Regions from separate parts of the Mus musculus genome. Here all the other regions are linked to region 4. A link is a contact called in public Hi-C and HiChIP or PLAC-seq data. All regions are on one chromosome and are shown on one strand. Each heading gives the region's core, a stretch centred on a gene start, on an enhancer-like site or on the middle of the called end of the contact. The rest is flanking DNA. Distances are from core to core; before and after follow the strand shown. Region 1 has its middle 37 kb from the start of Gm39095. Region 2 has its middle 9.7 kb from the start of Gm39095. Region 3 has its middle 66 kb from the start of Gm39095. Region 4 holds the start of Fgfr2 (fibroblast growth factor receptor 2). Region 5 has its middle 35 kb from the start of Gm4265.

What was found. A called contact is a pair of places that touch in the nucleus more often than the background predicts. HiChIP or PLAC-seq counts read pairs in DNA pulled down with a chosen protein or histone mark.
Region 1: an H3K4me3 HiChIP or PLAC-seq map of embryonic forebrain shows a contact between it and region 4, with 5 times the contacts expected there. The contact joins the enhancer-like site here to the promoter of Fgfr2 in region 4. A contact is called at or near these places in 3 of 39 promoter capture datasets (the 3T3-L1 cell line, cancer-associated fibroblasts and embryonic stem cells), 5 of 484 Hi-C or Micro-C datasets (the 3T3-L1 cell line, 3T3-L1-derived adipocytes, epidermal suprabasal cells and 2 more), 15 of 115 datasets of contacts at active chromatin or transcription factors (the NIH/3T3 cell line, astrocytes, craniofacial prominence and 11 more) and 7 of 9 other capture datasets (adipose tissue, embryonic stem cells, embryonic tail and 4 more).
Region 2: an H3K4me3 HiChIP or PLAC-seq map of neural progenitor cells shows a contact between it and region 4, with 19 times the contacts expected there. The contact joins the enhancer-like site here to the promoter of Fgfr2 in region 4. A contact is called at or near these places in 1 of 15 datasets of contacts at CTCF or cohesin (stem cell-derived epiblast-like cells), 11 of 484 Hi-C or Micro-C datasets (the AML12 cell line, cortical neurons, embryonic fibroblasts and 5 more), 19 of 115 datasets of contacts at active chromatin or transcription factors (the NIH/3T3 cell line, astrocytes, craniofacial prominence and 13 more) and 4 of 9 other capture datasets (adipose tissue, embryonic stem cells, liver and 1 more).
Region 3: an H3K27ac HiChIP or PLAC-seq map of vascular smooth muscle cells shows a contact between it and region 4, with 12 times the contacts expected there. The contact joins the enhancer-like site here to the promoter of Fgfr2 in region 4. A contact is called at or near these places in 2 of 39 promoter capture datasets (the 3T3-L1 cell line and embryonic stem cells), 1 of 15 datasets of contacts at CTCF or cohesin (the NIH/3T3 cell line), 3 of 484 Hi-C or Micro-C datasets (the 3T3-L1 cell line, embryonic fibroblasts and uterus), 13 of 115 datasets of contacts at active chromatin or transcription factors (the NIH/3T3 cell line, craniofacial prominence, embryonic basal ganglia and 8 more) and 1 of 9 other capture datasets (embryonic stem cells).
Region 5: a Hi-C map of cortical glia shows a contact between it and region 4, with 2.1 times the contacts expected there. The contact joins the enhancer-like site here to the promoter of Fgfr2 in region 4. A contact is called at or near these places in 2 of 39 promoter capture datasets (the 3T3-L1 cell line and cancer-associated fibroblasts), 4 of 15 datasets of contacts at CTCF or cohesin (embryonic stem cells, large pre-B cells, pro-B cells and 1 more), 13 of 484 Hi-C or Micro-C datasets (cortical glia, differentiating embryonic stem cells, embryonic fibroblasts and 4 more), 19 of 115 datasets of contacts at active chromatin or transcription factors (the NIH/3T3 cell line, astrocytes, craniofacial prominence and 11 more) and 4 of 9 other capture datasets (adipose tissue, embryonic stem cells, liver and 1 more).

The regions. Positions count from the first base shown.
Region 1 is chr7:129,845,814-129,850,426 of GRCm38.p6, reverse strand. No RefSeq gene overlaps it. Among named protein-coding and RNA genes, the nearest start is that of Gm39095, 37 kb to the right of the region's middle. Within about 2 kb of position 3,051, at least 34 of the 459 cell types and tissues checked have an H3K27ac peak or open chromatin away from gene starts, as enhancers often do.
Region 2 is chr7:129,798,948-129,803,321 of GRCm38.p6, reverse strand. No RefSeq gene overlaps it. Among named protein-coding and RNA genes, the nearest start is that of Gm39095, 9.7 kb to the left of the region's middle. Within about 2 kb of position 1,636, at least 48 of the 459 cell types and tissues checked have an H3K27ac peak or open chromatin away from gene starts, as enhancers often do. A contact at or near this core is called in forebrain, neural progenitor cells, neural stem cells and 1 more, where this site is marked.
Region 3 is chr7:129,874,416-129,878,819 of GRCm38.p6, reverse strand. No RefSeq gene overlaps it. Among named protein-coding and RNA genes, the nearest start is that of Gm39095, 66 kb to the right of the region's middle. Within about 2 kb of position 2,154, at least 31 of the 459 cell types and tissues checked have an H3K27ac peak or open chromatin away from gene starts, as enhancers often do. A contact at or near this core is called in embryonic fibroblasts and vascular smooth muscle cells, where this site is marked.
Region 4 is chr7:130,265,400-130,269,609 of GRCm38.p6, reverse strand. Fgfr2 (fibroblast growth factor receptor 2) reads left to right here and starts at 2,802. Exons shown (of 18, transcript NM_010207.2): 1 at 2,802-3,816. RefSeq lists a promoter at 3,244-3,469.
Region 5 is chr7:129,924,768-129,929,666 of GRCm38.p6, reverse strand. No RefSeq gene overlaps it. Among named protein-coding and RNA genes, the nearest start is that of Gm4265, 35 kb to the left of the region's middle. Within about 2 kb of position 1,291, at least 6 of the 459 cell types and tissues checked have an H3K27ac peak or open chromatin away from gene starts, as enhancers often do. A contact at or near this core is called in cortical glia, where this site is marked.

The DNA.
Region 1 (4,613 bases), core at 1,802-4,301, 420 kb after region 4:
ATCATTATTCAGCACTGGAATCAATATTTTAAAGACTGACAGAAATCACTATTCCTGGCTTACACCCTAAGAGGAGTTTTATAATTTGTATCCCTTGTCTGGGTGTGGCGGTACACATCTTTCATTCCAAAAATGTGGGAGATAGAGATAGGGGGATCTCTAAGAGTTCAGAGACAGCCTGGTCTACATAGTGAGTTCCAGGCTAGCCAGGGCCACACATCTAGACCTTATCTCTAAACTAATTAATTGATTAGTTCAGGGTGAAAGTTCAGGGAAGGGTAAGAACATGGTTCCACCCATTTTTGACTCTGTTTTGGTAGCAGGGCTTCAGACAATTTGGTCATTTCTAGATGTTCCTTGTTCTTCCATCAAGGTGACAGCCTAAGACTGACATCTTGCAGTGCAGTGGAGAATCTGTGGCCACCCTGCATCTTTATTCATAGTTAACACTGAGCCCAAACACCGGTTCCCATCTCTGTTTTCTAACCAGCCCCGGTGTTCAGGGAGACACAACGAGCTGACCTGAATAATGTAACATTATATTGCACCCACCCTAGGATGAATGTAGACATTCCCTCTTGTGTATAGCAGTTTCCTCTGAGACTGATGAGACTGAAATATGTAATCCTGCAGGGAAACTTTAGGACAGAAAGTGAACAATTCAAAATAGCTTGAGGAAGTACCTGAAACTGACCAGATTCACTAAGCTCCTCCTTCCCAACTGTAAACACTAAAAATGGCTGAGAGTTACTCTCAGACAAGCCAGGCTACAAAGAAGAGTTTGAAAGCAGAGCAGCTTCCTGGAAGATGCAGAAAGCTGCTGAGCAGCCTGAAATAGGAAAGGACATTCTCCAACTTGTTGAGGTGTCTACAGGCTGAGCAGTGTGCTTCAGGTTCCCAAGTTTTGTGAACTGTCATCCATGCTTGATTGGACTTTGGTAATAAAGTTGTGTTAAAGTAATTTGTGCTCCTGTGCATAACTCCTCACCTATATTCTTGTAAGTAACTCAAACAAAGCACATTACTTCATCAAGTGGGACCTTTGTAGTCTGTCATGAGCTTCATATCTGGGATGAGTAGATATGCATGTTGCATTTCCCCAGGGAATAAAATTGTCGCACAACACTCCTGTAGCTCTTAAGGTCAAACAGAAGAAGTGTGTGGCCAGGGAAAATGGAGCTACTAAAGAAGGAGATGTGATCTAAGAGAAGACAGATGGATCAGGTTGGAAATGACACATTTGAGTTAGGAAGAGACCTCGCCCTGAGTCCTCAGTTATCAAAGTGGACTCTGAAAAGAGACATACCTTGTCTAAGGCACTTTAACTAATCATCCACACTACCTTGACTTTAGCGTGTCTCATATGCATGTCCACTGTTCGTTCATCTGGTAATGCTTACTAAGAATGGATTAAGTGACAGATAATGTCCTAGGTAGAGCAGTGATCACCCTAAGGCCATTCCTTACCTACGCTGGTTTCTGGTGAACAGTGCTGCATAAACACCTGCACACAGGGGTTCTTGTTGTATGATAATTGCATTTCCTTTCAGTATAAACCCCAGGAAGGATACAGCAGGAACCAACGATCTTTTCAGTTTTAGTCCTTTTTGGGTGTCTCCACAGTGGCTGTCCTGATGTATTTTCACTAACAATGTATATGCTTCTTTTACTACAACCTTGCCACCATTGCACATGTGCACCTGCCTGCGGTTCCTATCTGGGGCGAAGAGACATGCATGCTCATTTCCCTAGGAAAAAGAACTCAAAAGAACTGACAATATGAAACAAGCAATTTGATTTTAAAATGATTGAATTCTTCTCTAAAGGAGAAATACAAGTCGTTAATAAAAATATGAAAAAAAAAGCAGTATTGTTAGCAACCAGGGAAATGTGTACACGTATGTGTATGTGTATGTGGTGTGGTGTGTGTGTGTGTGTATTGTGGGGGGTGTAGGATATACATGAAGAGGGGAGAGCAGGGCAACAGTTTCCTTCCTCTATCAGTGTTCATGTTATTGCCTTAAGAGATGGTCTCTCACTGAACCACATGCTGTTTTTGCTAGACTGGATGGCTAGCAAGACCTTGCGGTCCTCTTTTCTACCCCTCAATAATGGGGTTGCATAGTAATGCTGGAATTACTTTACATAACCACTAGGAAACTGAACTCAGGTCCTCATGTATTTGGAACAGGCACACTTATCCACCAAGTCATCTTTCCAGCTCTTGCTTTGATTCTTTGGATAATAGCTATCCTAAGTGAGGTAAGACAGCATCTCTTTGTAGCTTGAGATGCATTTTCCTGGTGGCTAATGATACTGTACATTTCTCATATTTTTTATTAACTACTTGTATTTCTCCTTTGGAGAAGAATTTAATCATTTTTAAATCAATTTGCTTGTTTTGTACTGCCAGTTATTTTGAATTCTTTATATATCCTGGATATTGACCCTCTGTCAGATCGATGGCTAGTAAATATCTCCTTCCATTTTGAAGGCTTGTCTCTTTACCCTCTTGATTGTTTCTTTTGCCGTGCAGTTTTTAGCTTTATATAATCTCATTCATATATTTTTGCTTTCCCCCCCTATGCTTTGAGGATTCCATTTAAAAAATTATTGCCCATGGCAACCCCTTGAAGTGTTTCGCTATGTTTTCTTTTGGTAGTTTTAGAGTTGCACATCTCAAGGCTCTGTCTCTGATATATCTTGAGCTGTTTTGTCATTGTTGCTCAGAATGGGAACTAAGGTTTCAACTAACTTCCAAGCTTTTACAACTTTTAAGGAAATAAAAGGTAGTTTAAGTCAATGTCTTGTAGCTTGTCACTACAGAGCAGTGCCAGTGAATTCCGTGTCTCTATTCTGTGTGAGGCCACTAGCTTTTATGTTGTCCTTGACAACTTACTTTCTCTCATTCTGTCATGAAACCTTGTTAACTTAACCATCAAAATACACCCAGGACTCTGATGTGTTCTTCCTATCTGTATTGCTGTTGATCCAAGCCAACCGTTGACTCACTTCCAAGACTTTCTACCCAAATGTATTCCAAGTCCCTGACTCAGCATCTCTTCTTTGCTGGAGAGCGCTCAGAGGAAGGTAGCTAGCAGCCAAGGGAACACGAGGCTCCTGGGAGTGGCTCCTTCCAACGTGTCTAGATTCTTGTGGTTTTCAGGACATGGGCGTGTTGGCCTTGCATTTTCTGCTGACAATTTTTACCCTGCCTTGTAAGCTGAGCCCCTCTCTGATTGGTGTCTCTGAGCTCAGAGCTTAAGCTTTGAAAGGGTTGAAATCTACTTCTCCAAAGGTAGCCACACACAGAGAGAGAAAAAGACAAATCTGAGCCAGAAATACACTGGTTCTAACCCACGGCTCACTAGCATCCTAGCTGCATGTCAGCCTCAGTTTCTGACCCCTTTCTAGGTCTTGGCTTCTTAGTCTATAAAACTGGTGTAATTTTCATTTCCCTGAAGACTTAGCTTTCCAGCCCCATAAACTCCCATGCACCTGCCTCTTAGAGGTTTATTGTAACATCCAATATAGATGTGTTTCCTATATCTGTGGATTGTTTTACACACACACACACACACACACACACACACACACACACACACACACACACACACACACACACACAGTGTCCAAAGGAGAGATGTTAACACTGGGAACTGAATTGAAAGAACTTTAGCTTTGAACTATTAACATATGTTGGTGTTTGTTTCAATGGGCCATTAACTCTTCAAGTATGATTTTCTTTGTCTTGCTACTGAACTTTGCATGAATTTTAAATTAAGGCAATATTGAGAACTTAATGCCAAGCGAACAAAATTTCTCCGTTGGTCCTATGGCCATCACAAGAGCCCCAGGGAGATCTGAAAGGGGTGCATGTGTGGCTACATAATGTGGAATGTTGCTGTGGTAAGCACCAACCAAATGCTTACTTGTGCTTGACTGTAATGAACACTTGGTACCTTCCCCAGAGAGTCTTAACCTGCAGTAGGAAGCCACGCGACTCCATTACTAAACTGAGACCTGGTACTGGCATCTGGATGCAAATTTTAAACACACTAACTTTGTTTTACTCTTCAGTAGTGGCTTTGATTCCAACTTGGGGACATTAGTAAAACCAGACATCTGTGATGTCTCCCTGATAGTATTATTCACGGGCAAGTCTGGTTTGACCCGCACCTCTGAGTCTACACTGTTCAAGGAGGAGCTTTCTGGAAAGGCAAACACCATCAGTTGTCGTCTTGTTTCAAATGCCTCACTGTGTTGTAATTTCATTGTTGTTTTAATTAAGGTTGTTCATCACTTAAGGCCTTTTAGCCTGGCAAATAGTAGTTCAGGTTTATAAGAAAGAATAACAGGGCCCCCCTCCTGCTCCTCCCTCTCCCCAGCACCTCTTCTTGGAAGGTGTTCCCCACCCTTACAGATCCTTCACACAGCTCCCACCGTGCTCTTCCACCTGGTACCTGGCAGTGTATTAGCGCCCAAAGATGTCCATGTTAGATTCCCAGACCCTGTGTTGACCTTAGGTTATTTTAGCAAAGGCCAGTCAAGGCTATCAATCTGCAGACTTCAAAACGGGGAGGATTTCCCAGAGTTATCTGGGTGGATGAATG
Region 2 (4,374 bases), core at 387-2,886, 470 kb after region 4:
CTAGCACCGCCCTGCAGATACTTGAGCTGCAGCCCCCCCCCTCCTTGCCTCTGAGCTATCATGCAGAACCATCTCAGGGGTATGTGCCTATGCCAGGCAAGGTAATTATTTGCTGAATGAATCTAAGCAGAGTTGACTCTTTTTTCCCCCCAGTAGGGACTACAGAACAGAAAAACAAATGGCCAAGAGCGGTTTGTCTAAGTTTTCCTTAGGAAGGTGGAAACAAGTGGATCCTTAGGGCTGGTTGATCAGCCCACCTAGCCAGTTTGCCAAGTTCCAGGTTTGTGACAGACCTTGTCTTGAAGAAAACAAGATCAATAGTGCCTGAGGAATACCTGATATTGTCCTTTGACCTCTAGATGCATGTACACACATGTGTGCACACACATATGCACTGGCACATGCATGCGTACACACACGCATGACATTTATTTTTGAAAGTGCTATCATTGAAGAACACATGGAGGCTGTTTGCTCTCCCGCAGTATCTGTTATTTTACAAAGGGACTATCTCCATCTATGACTGTCACAGCTTGGTATCAGATTAGGAAGAGCTCTGGGAGGGGTTTGCTTTGCTTTGGGGGCAGTGCAAACACACAGATGCCTTTCCGTTTCCTTCAGGATCTAACTATACTTGCTCCTCAGCAGTGCGGAAGTATTTGCTCCCAGTCTTGCCTGTGGAAGTGCAGGAATAACTTGCAAGAGTGTCACTGGAAATGTCCACTAACTGAGGATTGATGCTAAAGGGGAGTACCTGCTTCCTGGGGATGCAGTTTGGTTCACAGACATATGGATGCGCTTCACCCCAGTCCAAGTGTTTCTGAAGGGAAGAATCCCACAAACATACAAACTGCTTTACTCTCTGACTCATCTTAATCCCACAGTGCTACAGGGAGTTTAATATAAGAAGCGCAGGCTTTTGAAGCCCCCACCTACACTGTTATTATTGTTGGCACGGCTATTGAAGTGTGCAGCGTACATGATTGACGGATTGCCCCGCTCTTCTGCTGAGGTCATTTTGTAGTCTTGATCATAGCCAAAAGCTGAGCTGTACATTTGGAATCTGATTTGAAAGAGCTTTTAAGAATAACAGAAGAGGTTCATTTAGATTTTTTTTTTGGTAGGTAGCATAATTACCCTTAAACCCTATGGATAAGGTGATAAAAGACAAAGTGCCAAGGTGCTGAAAATCCCAAAAGACTTTTTTTCTGGCCAGCTGCATATCAGTCTATCCTCCCTCATCACCCCCCCTCCCCCATAGTTCAGACCCTATAGTGGAATTAACTAGGTCAGGTCATGAGCACATGACTCTGCTACAGTAATGGCTATATCACAAGGTACTTATCCCCAAGGTAAAAACAGACCTGGGGGGTATCTTCGGATTTAGAAGCACAGGCTTGTGTGACATTTGCATATGGCCCACACACTCCCCTGTTTCTCCGCCAACACTGGAGCAGAATACAGTTAAAGGGAAGATAAGCCCCTGGCCAGCTGAATGGAAAACATGTAATAAAATGACTATCTAGCCACTAAACCCAGATCTCTTTTCACCAACTCCGAGCCACCTCTGACATGACCAGGGCTCCTTGGGGAAATGCCTTGGCCCTGTACCAAGTAAGGAAAGTATGCCAGTGAAGTTCAATTGTGAGACTCATTGAATGGAGCTCTTTGTAGAAAAAAAGGAGGGAGGGGGGATGTTGTTGGACCTTGGCTGTTGGCTCAGTGCCTTGAAAATCCCTTACTCCTCTCTTGCAAATTAATCCACCCAGGCTACAGCATCCTCAGGCCACTGTGAGCACAGCTCTCTGGCTCGCTGGTCCTCAGGAGGACCCAGGTTCTTCTACAAGGACCTCCCACTTGGCTCTGCCTCTTAAAAAATGTCACCATCTCTTACATAGCTACGCTAGGAACCAAGCACCGAATACATAGATCTTAGCACCAAATGTGAGCCATGCCATGGCAACCAGGGAGCTTCACCAGAGAGTAGAGCCCTCGCAAGATGAACTGCAGCACCCGAGAGCAAAGTTCCTGGTTTACCAAAAGTACCCTAGAGGACCAAGGAGATGTTTCAGAGGGTAGGGGTGCTCTGAGCCAAGCCCAAAGACCTGAGTTTAATGCCTGGGATGCCCACATGGTGGAAGGAGAGAACCAACTTCTGCAAGTTGGCCTCTAACCTCCACATGCGTGCGCACTCAAGGAGGAAGATGGGGAGAAAATATAATCTTAAAACAAACAAACAAACAAACAAACAAACAGCCCTACCATAGAGACTGTGTAAGAAAGGTACTGTGTTAGAGTCCATCCAGCATTTGTGAATCTTAGTCTTACACTAGTTTCTCCATCTTTAGTACCAGGGCTGATCACTGCTGATTCTGTTGTGCTATAGTAAGCAAGGTTAAGGGAACAGATCATTGGAGTACACCCCCTTCCAGTTGACACTGGCTCTGGAATGGAGGGAGTCCCTGGGACATTTTCTTCCCCTACCCCACACAGCTTCACCCCTGACACCCACAATGCTGGCCAAAAACTGAAAGTATGTGTGATGTTAGTCCAGTATAAACCAACCAGGATGCTTTGGGATGGCGGGGAGCCTGTTTCAATCATCCCCATGCTGTGTATAGCTGGTGCCTAGGGTGTCTGCTAGTTTCTATAAACGTTTGTCAAATAAAATAAAAATATTTAGGGAGAGATGACAAGAGAAAGCAGAGCGGCCACAGCAGAGGTTCGGAGATATATGAGCTGAGGATTACAGACTGAGGGAGGGAGGCAGTGAACCCACCCAGCTGAGAACAATCACACACAACTTCCGGGAGGACGGGGGTTTGGGGGAATGCCTTAAACAGGAAGGTGGAAACCAAAAGCCATAAAGACAAAGCACAAGAAAAAAAAATTAAGCAGGTGTGCCCCTGAACTTGTGGGTCAAACACGTTTAATATGGAAAAGCTGAAAAATAATCAACCTCCAAATTGAATTAAACTAAAATTAAAAAAAAATTTTTTTTCTAGAATTTTCAGCCCTTATTTATAGTTCTGTCTTTTTCCTGACTTATTGCTTCTAGCTTGGTAGTTTCTTCTCAGGCTTCTTTTCTAGAATTTCCACTTGTTATCTCTTTAGGCAGCAGCTGAGGAGGGTCACATGGCATAGGTCCTAGAACTGGCAGCCCAGTGGCTACTTCCACAATATGTGAGTTAAATGTGCGTATGTATGGGGAGGGGGAGATGGTTCATAACATATGAGGCTTGGGCTAGCAAGGGAACTCAGATAGCAAGGTGCCTGCTGCTAACCCTGACAACCTGAGTTTGATCCCTGGAGCCTGCATGATGAGAAGAGAGAGAGAACTGACTCCTGCAAATTGTCTTTGACTTCCGTACACACCCCACAGCATGTGCCTACTCACCTCCCTACCACGATAAAAAGTGAATGTTAGAAAAATAGCATCTTAAGCAAAAATAAAGTGAATATATATATTGTTTCAGATGGCTTATTTCATTTATTTATTATATATGTCTGTGAGTGGGCACACATTTGTGTCTTGGGGTGTGTGAGGTCATTAGAGGTCAAACTTGTGGACGTGGTTCCTCTCCTTTCACCAGGTAGGTTCCAGGGCTCTAATTCTGGTCATCAGGCTTGGCCGCAAGCTCCTCTACTCTCCAATGCTGTCCCCCAGATGCACACTTGTAAGAAAAAACTATTTCTTTCAAAAGGGAGAATATCCTGATTAGTGTTGTGAGTTTGGGAAGATGGAGTAACGTCTTCCCTGAAGATTGTTTTGCTATTAGATGGGTTCATGGTGGGAGGTGCCACAGGGCTCTGCACATTTCTCAGGGTTGTAATGACAGAGCCGATGCCATAATCAACAACACACTTCCGACATTACTATGCAAATCACACCTCCGCTAAATTAATAGCTGTCATTTGTTATATTTCCTGGTTTCTCTTAGCCCTTTCATTTTGGTTACAGAGATTAAGAATAAAGGCATATTTCTTTTATCAGTCAACTTTTGGCAGTGTATATCTCCCCCCCCCCTCCGCTGCCTTTTGCCAAGCTCTGGTTCACTGACACCGACTTAACGGAAAGAAAGGATAGTGCTATTAAAAAATAATTATGGTCTTAAAATAGCAGGCAAACTCCTTACCACCACAGTTGTATTCAGAACGGGTTATGATTAGACCCCAAGTACAACTGTAAATGATCTTTGTTCTATTGTTCAGGGGCAGAGGGAGGGGCATGCAATGACTCTGGATGGTATTTTTTCCATTTAGAAATTATTTTTGGCTAGAGACATCATCTAAAGATAATGTTTCTGCGTCATGGTTCTGGTAAGCTACTTCAATGGCTTGCCATGTTTCCCAAGATGAAGGAGAAGAGTGAGT
Region 3 (4,404 bases), core at 905-3,404, 390 kb after region 4:
AACTGAGCTGCCCAGAAATATGCTGTGTGTTTGCTCTGTGTATCCAGAGTATAATTTGCTTCTAGGAATGTCAATATTCAAGAGAAGGAAGAATAAACTTTCACTTCACAATGAAACTAATGACACCTAATGCTCTTAGCCATTGGTGAATTAGACATGACTATAATACTATGCGTACCAAAGAACATGACCTCAACATTATAATCTTTGTCAAAGCCTCATTTACTTTTTTTAAAATGCAGCTACTTATAGAAATTTTGGGCATTAGTATAGCCCTTGAACATTTGGGGACCCAGAATGAACAAAAGCCAAATATTTAATTCTTTATTTTTATTGAATTTATTTATTCACTTTACGACTAAATATCAGTCTCCCCCCACCACTCCCTCGTGCAGATGCTACCCTCATTCTTCCCTCACTTTCTCCTTTGAGAAGAGGAAGCCCCCTCTAGGTATCACCCCTGACTACATCCCAGTCACCACCACCACTCCCACCCCCACCCCACCCCAAGCCTCTGCACATCATCACTGCAGGACAACTAGGTGCATCCCCTCCTGTCTCACCAGACAAGGTGGTCCAATTAGGCCAATGGGATCCACAGCTAGGCAGGCAACAGCTCACTCTTTGGTTGGTGGTTCAGTCTCTGGGAAGCCCCAAGGGTCCAGGTTAGTTGACTCTTGGTTTTCCTGTGGAGTCTCTGTCCTCTTCTGGTCCCTCAATTCTTTCCCAACTCTTCTGTAAGACTCCTTGAGCCACTGTAAATCTTTAGGGACAAAATTGGGTGAGATGGTGTAGGCGTGGGGTGCCAAGTCAAACCTTGTGGGGGCCAGTTTGCTTATTCAAGTCTCTTTCCTGGGCAGAGAGTGACATTCTGTGGTGGTTTGAATGAGAATGGCCTCCGTAGGCTCAGATATTTGAATGCTTGGTCAACCAAAAGTGGAACTGTTTAAAAGAATAACAAGAGCTAGGAGGTGTGGCCTTGAAGGAGTAGGTATGGTCTCCTTGGAGGAAGTGTGGAAGTGTGTGACTGGGAGTAGGCTTTGAGGTTTCAAAAGTGCATGCTAGACCCAGTCTCTATCTACCTGTCTACCTGTTTTTCTGTCTACCTGTCTTTCTGTCTGTCTATCTGTCACCTGTCTGTCTGTCTGTCTATCTATCTCTATCTTCCTCACTCCCACACTCTGGCCTGCAGATCAGGAAGTAGCTCTCAGTGGCTGCTCTCTGCCAGGTGTGTCACCATGATCCCCACCATAATAACAATGGACAAAAACCTCTGAAACTGTGAGGAAGCCCTCAATTAAATGCTTTCCATTGCCTTGGTCATGGTGTCTCTCCGCAGCGATAGAACAGTAACTAAGACAGGACTTATTACTGCTCTCTAAGGGAAACTGTTCTTCCACACCTCCATATCATCTGTTGCTTTAGAGCAGTGGTTCTCAACCTGTGGGTCACGACTCCCTTAGGGGGTTGAATAACACTTTCACAGGGGTTGCCTAAGACCATTGGAAGACACAGATCTTTACAATTAATTTATAACAGTAGCAAAATTACAGTTACAAAGTAGCAACGAAAACAGTTTTATAGTTGGAGGTCACCATAGCATGAGGAACTGTATTAAGGGGTTGCAGCATTAGGGAGGGTGAGAACCACTGCTATAGAGCAACTGTTTCAAGTTTCTCACCCACAGAAAGATCCAACCCTTGGTTGAAGGGTTTCAAACTCCTTGAAGCTGCCATCCTTAAATCCAACCTCAAGAACTCATGCTTGCATTCCATAATGTTTGGGTGGCTGACCACAGCCTGCAGTTTTTCTGGGTTATTTTTAGAGTGTGAGCTATGCAGCCCACTGTTTACTTTGGTCAAATTAGCTGACTGCTTGGCAGGTGGCCCTTCCCTTTCCTATAGATTGACACCACCTTCATTTTGTCACTTCCCAAGTGGCCCAGCTATCTAGGGAGAGGGTGCTATCAGGACCATCACAAGTGAACAATAGCTGGTACAAAACCCTGCTCACAGAGAAGGGCCGCGGACACCAGCAGAATTTGCTTTTATTTATTTATTTATTTATTTATTGGTGCTAAGCATGTTGCCAGACTTCAGTGGTGCCAACTAGACTTAGCTAACCCAAACACAGAGCCAGTTCTGGGAGAGCAGCAGGAATGTGAAGCAAGAGTACTCTTTGTTTCTGATAACTGCATTTTCAGGGATGGATTGCTTTTCTTCTCCTGTTTGTAAAAATATGCTGGCAAGATGAGTGCTTATGTGAAACCCAGTGAGGGAGACATAAGGTCCCAAAGCAGAGAATGAACTGAGGGAGGGGTGAGGTGTGGTGGGGAGGGGGGATGGGCAGACTGTGTAAGCACAAAATGTGCGGGGCAATGAAATGGCTTCGTCCCGTGTTCTAGCCAACCAAGTGTTTTCAACACCGAGCCTGGAATGTTACCTGCTCTTTCAACATACTTCAGTGTGCTCTGGGCTTTGTGCTGTGTGCCATGATTTGTTATTTCAGAACAGCTTGAAACCCTGCGCAAAGTTCAACATATGACCCCATCATTTTAAGGTAATAATATAGCTTTTAAAGTGCTTTCCTGGCCCCCACTTCATGTGAGAAGTTCATTGCACATTATAAATTCCCCTTTGCTGATCGGCAGCACGGACTCCTTGCCTGGCTAGGCCGCTCTCCAGTGTGTCAGATCTCTCTCTCTTCTCAAGTTAGGTGAGTGTGCACTATTTACAGACTATGTCTCAGAAAGCATGCAGCCCTGGACCTTCACCCATCCTAGTAATGATCATTAAGTGAGCCAGGAGGAAAGGGGAACTCTCTAAGCAAGTGATATGAAGCAGATGTGGCCTCAGAAGTAACCTCTCAGAACGTCCCTTCAATGTGACATCTTTTCAAGTTATAGAATCACCATTACTGTGGATTGTTTAAATATATGACGTGAGATTTAGCAGCTGGGGAACACTTGGTTATCTGCTTCACAGTGTTAAATCCCAATAAATGTTTTGAGCCTCGAGCTGGTGTGTAACATTACCAAATCTTTCTTTCTATTAAATGAAACTCCTTAGATCTCGTGGCACAGCTGAGCTTTGTAATAGCAAAGGATTATGGGCCACATGCTAACTCAGTATGACATACGCTCTCCCATAATTATTGTAGCTGTTTCAAAAGTTGTTGATTTTAGCATGTAATTTTATTTTAAATGTTAGTGTGAGAGGTGTCATGGGGCCTCGAAGCAGGGCCGAGGAGGGAACCCTCCAGCTAGGGGTTAGAGCTATTTGGTTTCGTCAAATACTCGTTGAGAGAAAAGAAACAGAAAGCTGGATAGGTATTTTGTAATTAGAACTACAGGTTTGGTTAACTAGAAAGCCTGCTGAGTTGGCTGGTCAGGCTTAGAAACTTTGTTATATCCCAGTTTCAGCCTCCTGGAAAAAGGCTCTGATATTGAGGGCCTGACTCCTGTCAGTTCACACAAGCTTTCCCAACCTCACTTATAACAATGCATCTTGTCCTTTGTGTTTTCCTTGGCTCTGACACAAAGACTGTAGAAGTCTGAGACCTCTTGCATGGTATGGAGCCCATTCCTCAAAAACAGGTTGAGAAATCAAAGAAACAACCAGCTAGTGGCAATGCAGTGCTCAGATCTCAGATTACAGCCCAAGTCACTACCCAGCCTCTTCATTTTCTCTGGTCACATTTGTCCCCTAAGCCTTGGGTTTTGTTGAAGGAGGTGAGAGGGATTGATGAAGCATCAAGAGGACAGGGGAGCATACCAGCCCTCAGTGACCTCCACATCAAAACTTCCTGACTCCTTGCTTCTTTGGAAGGAGGGCCATCCGGAGCCTTCTGTGTGCCCATCTGTAAGATCCCAGCTCCCATGGCTCTCTATCACTTCTTACTGCTTGGGGCTTGCCCTGTGACTCCAATAGCATTTGAACAAGAACACTTTTCTGAGGCAAAGTCCCAACTCAGCTAGGAATCCCGATGCTATTTTTTTGGAGGCCATTTCCAGGAAGTGAGTCCTAGTGGACCCTACAAATGAGGGCTGATTCCTTCTTATGATGCGACTGGGTTCCTAGGGTCAGTCAGGGTCTTTATTCTGTCAGTGTTGCTGGTGTCTGCCCTTTCATTGGACTCTACCAGCCTTCTGGAAATCTCTTTCTAGTTCTGAGAGAATAACATTTGTCCTGTAGTATCCATGGGGCTAATTTCTGACTCCCTACCGGTTCAAGTTCCTATACACTATTTGCATAGAACTGACTCATGCTTGTATCCCACTCATGGCCTACAAGTTTCAAAAGTAGACATAAGTTTATCCTGAGTGATCATGTGACATTACATTGTCACCTACAAAGATAATACTTGAGAACTATGACAGCAAGTTTTTTTTAAATCACATATGAA
Region 4 (4,210 bases), core at 1,553-4,052:
ACAACCCATTAAAACACAAATGTCTAAAATTAAACATCCGAATCTCAACAGAGAGCGACCCAGCGGCCCCTTTCCTCCTCTTCTCTCCCAGGGATGCGCTGACCGTTTGCTCCTCAGGATGGATAGGATGGCTGGTTTCTGCTGCCCTCAGTTCCCTTTCATTCCACTGACATATCATTCCTAGAGGGGTGGGGGAGGGGGCGTCATGAGGCCTTCTGGGGAAAGAGAAAAGGGCGACTACTCAAGACATTTTATAAAAGGGCGAAATTGGGAAGAAAGGAGGCCCCGTAGGGGGTGGAGGGTGGAGAATGTGGCCTTGTCTGGGGTTTCTTTCAGCTGAAACCTGCCGCCTAGCTGCCTTCAGTTCAAACTGTCACCTTGAGTTCTTGCTGGCTTTTCTGCCCTCACCCCCAAAACCTCAACAGATCGGGCCCTATTTACCTATTCACACTCGGCCGTGGAAACTCATTAATAGGCTTATTAGTAACAGCATTCACGGGAGGCCATTGACAAAAGGGGTTCCAGCCACTTGAAGAAGGGAGAGGGGCTAAAAATCCTGCAAAGAGATGATTTTCTCATTCAGACGCCTGGCTGGGAGGAAAGCTTTCCTGGACCACTGAGGTCACTTGAAGTCTAAATGATGCAAAATGAATTTTTTTATTTTTCAAAAATTCAAAGCATGCTTTAAAAAAATTTTTTTTAAACTTAAAATTTTCCTATTGTGGATTTGTGGCTTTCCTAACTTGGGGGAAAAAAAAAGGTGCTCTTTGGCAATCAGGGCCTTTGGACGGTGGCTACCTTTTCATCTTCATACAGAACAAATTCTGCACGCTGCCTCTGACGTTAGTTAAAGAAGGTGTTTTTGTTTTCAGCGGAAGGGCTTCCCTCCTATTCAGCATCTATAAAGCTAGAGATGAATGGGGTGGGGGAGACAGGGACAGCGGCTTCCTGGGCCATTAATTTATGTGAGAATGTGTTAACCTCATTTTCAATGGCTGGTGGGCCCACTGCAGTAGGGAAAGAGCTCTGTCCTGAGACACGGAGTTTCTCATCAGTGGGGATCATAAAGATAGAAGTGCCAGCCTGGAGCAGGACCATTCCCTTGTGACTTCAGGTTAGGGAATGAGCACACATTGACACTGAATGGCTCAGTGTCAACCTGGCTGAGGTGTTCCCACCCAGGCCACAGAACTCATTCAAAACACACCCCTTTCCACTAGACATAAACAGATCATTTCGTTTGGAAATCCGGCTGTTATTTTTGTTGTTGTTGAGTTTTCAAATTCTAATTTCATAAGTATTTGCCTGAGGCATTGAACATGGATTTGCTACCCCTTGCTTTTTAGTGATGTGCATATAAGTTTCCCAGGCTATGCTGTGAACAAAGATGATCTGATCATGTGGGGCCTGAGGAATCGTGTGTGTAAATGGCATAAGGTAGAGTATTAGGGATTCTGGTACGTCTCCTCTTTCAAACCTGTGTCCCAGGTGGACTTTACTGTCTGGCTTTGTTTGTCTTTAGGCACCAGAGAGAGTCTAAGGCTTTTCTGAACTTAGTGACCTATTTGAGCCAGGATCTTATATAGCCCAGGGCTGACACAAACTCAGCATGTACCTGAAACCATTTTCAAGCTCCCGAACTTCTCTTTATCCTGCGAGGTCTGGGACCTCAATAATTGACCCAATAATTAAGATTCAATTTATTTAGACAAAATGTAGCTGGCTTCAAACTTACTATGTAGACCAAGTTGGCCCCCAAACACAAGGCAATCCTCCTGCCTCACACTTCTGAGTGCTAGAGTTACAATTTATATGGCCTTGACTTTAAACACAACTGCTCAAGGGATGAAAGAGAGAAAGGGAGTGCGTACTGAAAGATAAATGATCTCAAGGTAGTCTAGTGGGAGAGACAAATGGGAGATGCCAATCATTACAGCCCGGCCTGACATTTAGTTAAAGAATCCTGCTTTGCAACAGAAGAGTGTAAGAGTCAGGGAGAGAATCCAATTTGCTCACGGTCAGATGACTTGGTTTTTGGTAGAGTGAGTGTGTTTTCTGTTTCTGATTCTTTGTTTCTTTCTCTGTTTCTTTCTTAGGTGGCATGGAGATCAGGCCTTGTACATGCAAGGCAAGCGTTCTACTACTAGGCTACATCTCCAACACCTCTCTAGACTCTTTCAAGTTTCTTCCCCCTCTCATTAATTAATTAATTAATTAATTTTCATTTTATTTGATTGGTATGGATGTTTGCCTGCATGTCTGTCTGCACATTGTGCATGCAGTATCTCTGAAGGCCAGAAGAGGGCGTCGGGACTCCTGGAACTGGACTTAGAGGTGATTGTGAGCAAGCCAAGTGGATGCTGGGAATTGAACCAATCTCTGGCAGTATTCTTAAACTACGGAGCCATTTCTCCAGCCCTACTTTCTTTTAAATATTTATTTCTATTTTTAAACTATATGCCTGTATCTTTGTGTTCACGAGTGCAGTTTCCTAAGGAGACCAGAGGCTTTGGATGACTCTGCAACTGGGGTTACAGGCCATTGTGAGGGACTGATATTTAGCCAGCAACTGGCTTTTGGCCTTTAAGAAGGCAGGAAGCACTCTGAACTGCTGATCCATCTCCAGCCCTCCTTTGGATTTCTTTATGTTAACCTACATTGATACTATTAAAGATGTTTTCTGTTGTAGATTGCCTTTTCCCATGGCAGCCACATTAAAGGGCTCATCCAGCAGCCGGTTGTGTTAACCTCTCCGATCTTCAGTTTTCTTGTCAGAATCTGGTTCTGTTACTCTGCAGGCAGATGTGCGGATAAGTACAATTACCTATTCACGTGTTCCCTTCCTAAAGGAGGGTTTCCCAAACACTCGTCCCCTGTCTATTGTTCAGAGGAACAAGACAACGCAACATCTCCCACGAACATCCGCTGCTTCCACCCTCAAAGCTTCATGACATGAAATGTCTGGCCCCAGTATGCTGCAGACCTATTCTAAGGTGTCTGAAGTTGCACAGCATTCTGTCATTTGTTTCCTAACTTGACATAAAACAACGTAACGCATCCACTGTGCACCAAAGCTGGCTAGGAACTGGGGCAGTGGCGTACAGAGGCCGTTCACCAACAGGGTTCCGAGAGGTCATCTGTGCACCCCTGCGGGCAGCGCGGCGGGGCCCCTCGCCTGCCTGGCGGGTGTCTCTTTGCGGCTGCTAGGCTTCGGGGGCAGCGCGGGGCTCGGGACTGCCCCAGCGCGAGGCGCTGATTGGCAGAGCGGGCGCCGCCGTCCAGGAAACGGCTCGGGTTTCAGCGGGGGGCGTGACCCGCCCGAGGAGGCTGCGGCGGCGGCGCGGGCGGCGAGGGGAGAGAGCCGGGAGAGGCGAGCGGCGGCGGCGGCAGGCGCGGAACGGGCGCACGGACGATCGAACGCGCGGCCGCCAGAGCTCCGGCGCGGGGGCTGCCTGTGTGTTCCTGGCCCGGCGTGGCGACTGCTCTCCGGGCTGGCGGGGGCCGGGCGTGAGCCCCCGGGCCTCAGCGTTCCTGAGCGCTGCGAGTGTTCACTACTCGCCAGCAAAGTTTGGAGTAGGCAACGCCAAGCTCCAGTCCTTTCTTCTGCTGCTGCCCAGATCCGAGAGCAGCTCCGGTGTCATGTCCTAGCTGTTCTGCGATCCCCGGCGCGCGTGAAGCCTCGGAACCTTGGCGCCGGCTGCTACCCAAGGAATCGTTCTCTTTTTGGAGTTTTCCTCCGAGATCATCGCCTGCTCCATCCCGATCCACTCTGGGCTCCGGCGCAGCACCGAGCGCAGAGGAGCGCTGCCATTCAAGGTAATCGTCGTGCCGAACGCCTCTGGGAGCTTCGCCAGCCGGGAAAGTGGGTGCCGTGGGAGGATGCGGGGGCGCAGGATCCCCGGGAGGAAGGCGCGGGTAAACCTATTTGGGGGCGCACCCTGTCAGTCTCTGACTGTATTGGTGATGGAGGAGTGGATGAATGCGGATGGCTGGCTTTGGGGGAGTTCTTTCAGCACCTCCATCCCAATGCTGACATCTGCCTCTGCCGCTGGCACCCCTTTCCTGTCAGACTCCGGCGGGCACAGTCCTGCCTACTGGGCGCGTTCCTTTGAGCTCAGAGCCGGCGCGCCGTGGGGCCGCCTGCCAGTGGCACAGCCCATAGGCGGTTCGGGAAGGGCATCTTTGGGGTGCCTGGTCCTTGGATTCTGGA
Region 5 (4,899 bases), core at 42-2,541, 340 kb after region 4:
GATGTGTGGTTAAGTATGTAGATCAGCCAAACACATCCTTCCAATTTAGATATTTTTCAATTAAAGTTTTCTGAATTTATCTCTAACAATTTGAAGTACACTTATGTGCCTGCTTTTACTTTTTTTCTGTCTGGTTCATACTGGTTTACTTTGAGCACCGTGTGGCATGGTGAATGAGCTTACACATGGACGTAAGAACCCACTTGCACCTGGAGTTTTTCTGACTCTTGCCCTCTTTCCCCTGGATTTCAGTAACTTGGGATGTTGCATAGTAAGTTTTTGTTTCAGAGTTAACTACTTAAAGATGGCAATCCCAGCTTATACCAGACTCTAAGCTCTTTCCAGCCAGGGACCACATCTGAAACTTCTCTTGAAGCCAACCTCTCAAGCTAGGATGAAGGAACTCGTTGGTTGAGATAGGAGTTTGGAGACAAGGGCGATGGCACAGCTGGGAGAGTGTTTGCAAGCATAAGGAGTGGAATTCAACTCTCAAAATACATGGAAAATAAGTCAAGTGTGGTGGCACACACTCTTGTAACCCCAGTGCTGGGTGCTTGGAGACAGGCAAATCTCTGGGTGTTTCTGGCTGGCCAGGCTAGCCTGGTTGGTAACTTTCAGGCCAGAGAAAGAATCTGTCTTTAAAAACAATGAGTGGATGGCACCGGCGGTGCATAGCAGCTGGGGTTGTCCTCTGGCCTTTACATGATGCCCTCATAAGAGCACATCCAGGCACACACACCCACATTCATGCACACACACACACACACACACACACACACACACACACACACACTAGAAGGTAGGCCCAAATTCAGGAAGGACCCTCTTCCACCTATCCAGTTCCCAGTAATAGCAGAGTCATGTATCTCAGGAAGAGAAAGACATGTCTTATTTCCAAAACACAACTCAGAAACCGTGAGGTTGCTTAGTTTCTAGGCAGTGACACTTGGTACTATTTCTAATGCAGTTGTGTGCAATTGTCATTACATCATTGGCTATGTGAGTGGCTCCCACTTTATACCCATGTGAAGTACATTGTGGACTCAGGTGTGTGTGTGTGTGTGTGTGTGTGTGTGCTTTGTGAAAAAAAAACCCTCAAAGAGATAGAGAATTAAAGTGATGGCACTTGCTCTCCATCCTTGAAGGATGAAAGCGATGACACTGGGCTTGCTGGGTAGGCACAGTTGGAGGCAGGATTGCAGACAGACCTGTGTAGCCTAGTTCTGCCTGCTTTTCCCTTGAAGCTCTGTGAAATGAGTCTGGATCATTGTGATCAAAATGAAGGAGATGTGTTTGTTATTGAAGATCTCTGGGATTATTTGGCTCTCACTTTCTGTATTCAGTGTGAGACAGTGCTGACATTGTCTCCAAGGAAGCACTAAGCTCAAACACTGTTTGCAATAGATGTGCTGGCCAGAAGGCACAGCAGTTCCTAATAGCTGGATTGTCAGAAAACTGGCAAGGTCAGAATGTGGTCTGGGGGTCTCATGGATCCCACTCCCTAAAGAGACACTCAATGGAACAAGAGCCAGCATGGAGAAAAACCCTGGCTGTCTCTCAGGCAAGCTAACTCAGGCTTGGAGGAGCCCAGACAACTGTCACAATGGCTCCAGGGGTATTTTAATTTTTTAAAACTGGTTTTAGACTTTCTGAAACGTTGCTAAATTGTACAGAATTTTGACATATCCCTCATCTACTGTCTCCTGAAGTTAGCAAATTATATACATACTGTATAATGGTTAGAAGAGGACAGTAAGTGTTCATTGGCAAAGTGTAAATTCATATCCAGTTCTGCTAGTTTTTCATAGAAGGAGTAAACATTGCCCTTAGTTATTTTCCCTGAATGTTTGTCAAATTGTAACAGTCCCTCCCCTCCCCTTTCCTTCCCTTCCCCTCTCCTTCTTTCCTTTCCCCTCCTCCCTCCCTTTCTCCTATCTTCCTTCCTCTCTTCTTCTCACCCCTCCCTCCCCTTCCTTTCAGAGTTGTCTTCCTCTTGCCTCTGCCTCCAGAGAGCTGGGGTTAGAAGTGTGCACCATCATACCTGGTGATCTTGGTAATTTTGAAAATCACCAGTCAGCTGTTTTCAAGACAGTCTTTAGGCTCATCTGATAGCTTCTTATGGTGCAGTAGGGCGACACACATTTGCCAAGAATACTACAGAAACAGTTCTGTGTACCTCTCTGGGTTGCTGGTGCCTGTTATACATGAACTCGACCTTGACCTGATGGCTAAAATGTCTGCCAGTTTTCTCTGCTGTGGAGGTACTGTTCTTTCTCTTGGAGTCAGTAGATGTTTAGGGAGATAACGTGATACTAAGCAAATTCTGTTTCTCTTCTAGGGTTCTGCTATAATTTTAGCACCTACAAGGGGAGATCTGCAAAAAGTATTACTGTAGACACTGCCCATTCTTAGCACGAGTTTCCTGGTTCCCCCTCCCTCCCTACATTTTTTTCCTAATGAAATTCCCAGGAAGATCTAATAACAAGCATACTTATGAACATCAGAAAGGCAATGTGAACCCAAGGATAGTTATTTTATTGGATGAGTTATAGTCCAGTATTGTCATCACTTATTTTGTGCCTCAAGTTGCTCCTATGTTAGCTTCTAGGAGCTCCTGTGGTCTGGGTGTCCTGCTTCTTAAACAGTCTTACCATTTAAAAAAATAATCTTAAAATTTGTCATTATATAGAATTACATTATTTCTCCCTTCCTCTCTCCAATCCCTCTCTCCCCAACTCCCTCTCAAATACATGGCCACTTTTTCTTTAATTAGTATTTACACACACACACATATGTATATGTATATGTATATGTATATGTATATGTATACATACACACACAAGCACATATATTCATAAACATATAAGCAGAGCCTTCTTGGCCCGTGTGTATGTATGTGTATGCCTTTGGTGATCACCACTTGAAATTGGATAACCAATTAGGGGACTCATCCCTGGAGCTGAGCAATGCTCCCACTCTCAGCAGGCATTTGCTGTCTGGAGCCTCTGTCCAGGGATGGGCCCCCTGAGACTTCCCTCTTCCATGATAGCTTGGCTATTAATGTCGTCATATTTGAGTCTTATTTAGGCAGTGATGTTGTGGTGGGCATGACTTACCTGTCATTTTTTTTTTTTTTTACAAGACACAATTGTTCAGCAGACTTTCTGTTTCTTGGCTCTTACAGATTTTCTGACCTCTCTCCTGAGATGGTTCCCTAAGCCTCAGATACAGCAAGAGTTGTGATGGACCAGTGGGCTCCTGCAATCAGTTCCTCTCTGTATTTCGTCCAGCAGTGGCTTTCTGTGGCTGTTTCCATCTGCTGCAAAGAGAAGGTTCTTTGATGAGGAATGGGAGCTGCATTTATCATTGGGTGTAAAGATAAGTATTTAGGACGCAGATAGGTGTTATACTGGTCTACTGTCAGATGTGGGTCCTCCTCTAATCCCCATTACCTCACCACCTGTGAGTAATTGGCTGGGGTTCTAGTACCAGGCATGATTCTCCTTTTGAGCAGGCCTTACATCCAAACAGCCATTGGTTACTATCAGGTTCCGAGGGCCTCTGTCACACCTTTTTCTCTTCCCTTGGCAGGCTGGTCGCTGTTATGGTTTAGAGGCACGACAGTCGTGCAGAACTGTTGGCTACCTCCCTCCGTTGCCGCTTGCATAACACCTTCTGGTACTGTGAAAGCCAGTCCTCAGAGAGGAGGTTTTTGATGAGATCGAGCTAGAACCTGCTGAGTTCTGTGTCCCAAGTACAAGGTGTCTTCAGCAATACTTGCTTATCTTCAATCCCTGGGTGGCAACCAAGGACAATTACAATAGCTCATATTTGTTTTGGGAGTCATTTGGATGTCTCTGACCAAAAACTCAAAAGGAGAAATCTTAAGTTTGCTGCTGAAATGGTTGTCAAATGGTCTCTTCATTTAAGATTCTCTCTCTCTCTCTCTCTCTCTCTCTCTCTCTCTCTCTCTCTCTCTCTCCCACACACACACACACACACACACTTCAATGCACTGTGTGTAATTTTAGGTAAATATAAGGAATACTTCTGAGAAAACTCTGATTTTCTGTAGCCACAAAATGTTCTTGGCTTTTAAATGGTAATTATGGAATACCAGTTATCATACCTTAAGTTTCAGATCCAGTTTAGTTAGAAACCAGTGAACCCACATGAGGCTGGAAGGCCTTTTGTATGGCACCTGTATGCTATTATGAAGTATATCAAAAGATAACAATGTCCTTAAGACCATGTACCTACGTGTGAAGATTGGAGATATTTCTTAATACAGATGACAAGCCATGTCCTGGGACGATCCGAGGGAGCAATCAAGTGCCCAATGAGAGGACCTTTCTACCAGCCACAGCTTGTGTCCTCACCCAGGACTCCCTGTGACTTCTTACAGTGAACAAATTAGACACCATCTAGGCTTACAGATTCACTGCATGGATCAAATGAGCCTTGTTTGAAAATGCTTTCAAGTCTATGCATTATACAACCTGTGAAATGTTAGCGTTATGGCTTCTATAAACACTTGTTCATCAGACTGAGGCTCGCTTTAGAATGGGCCTGGCAGCCCATCCCATTTAATACCTATGTTTTGCAGGAAGTGAGGCAGACATGTTGTAGACATGTTGCTTAATGTGCCCACAGCATCAAGGGAAGTAGACCTGGCTAGATTCAATGTCCTCTAACTCCTGCAGAGGTGCTCCATTCATTACAGCAGCCACTGTTTAAGCAACGTTTTAATCACTAAGTCCGGGAACAATAGTATTATTAGAGAAAAATAATAACCTACTCTTAAAATAGAATTTAGGTAGATAAGAGTGGTGTAAAGTCAATTTTCCTTTCAGAAAATGCTGTTACTCTAAGCTTCTGTGTGTGCATTTGTATGTACAT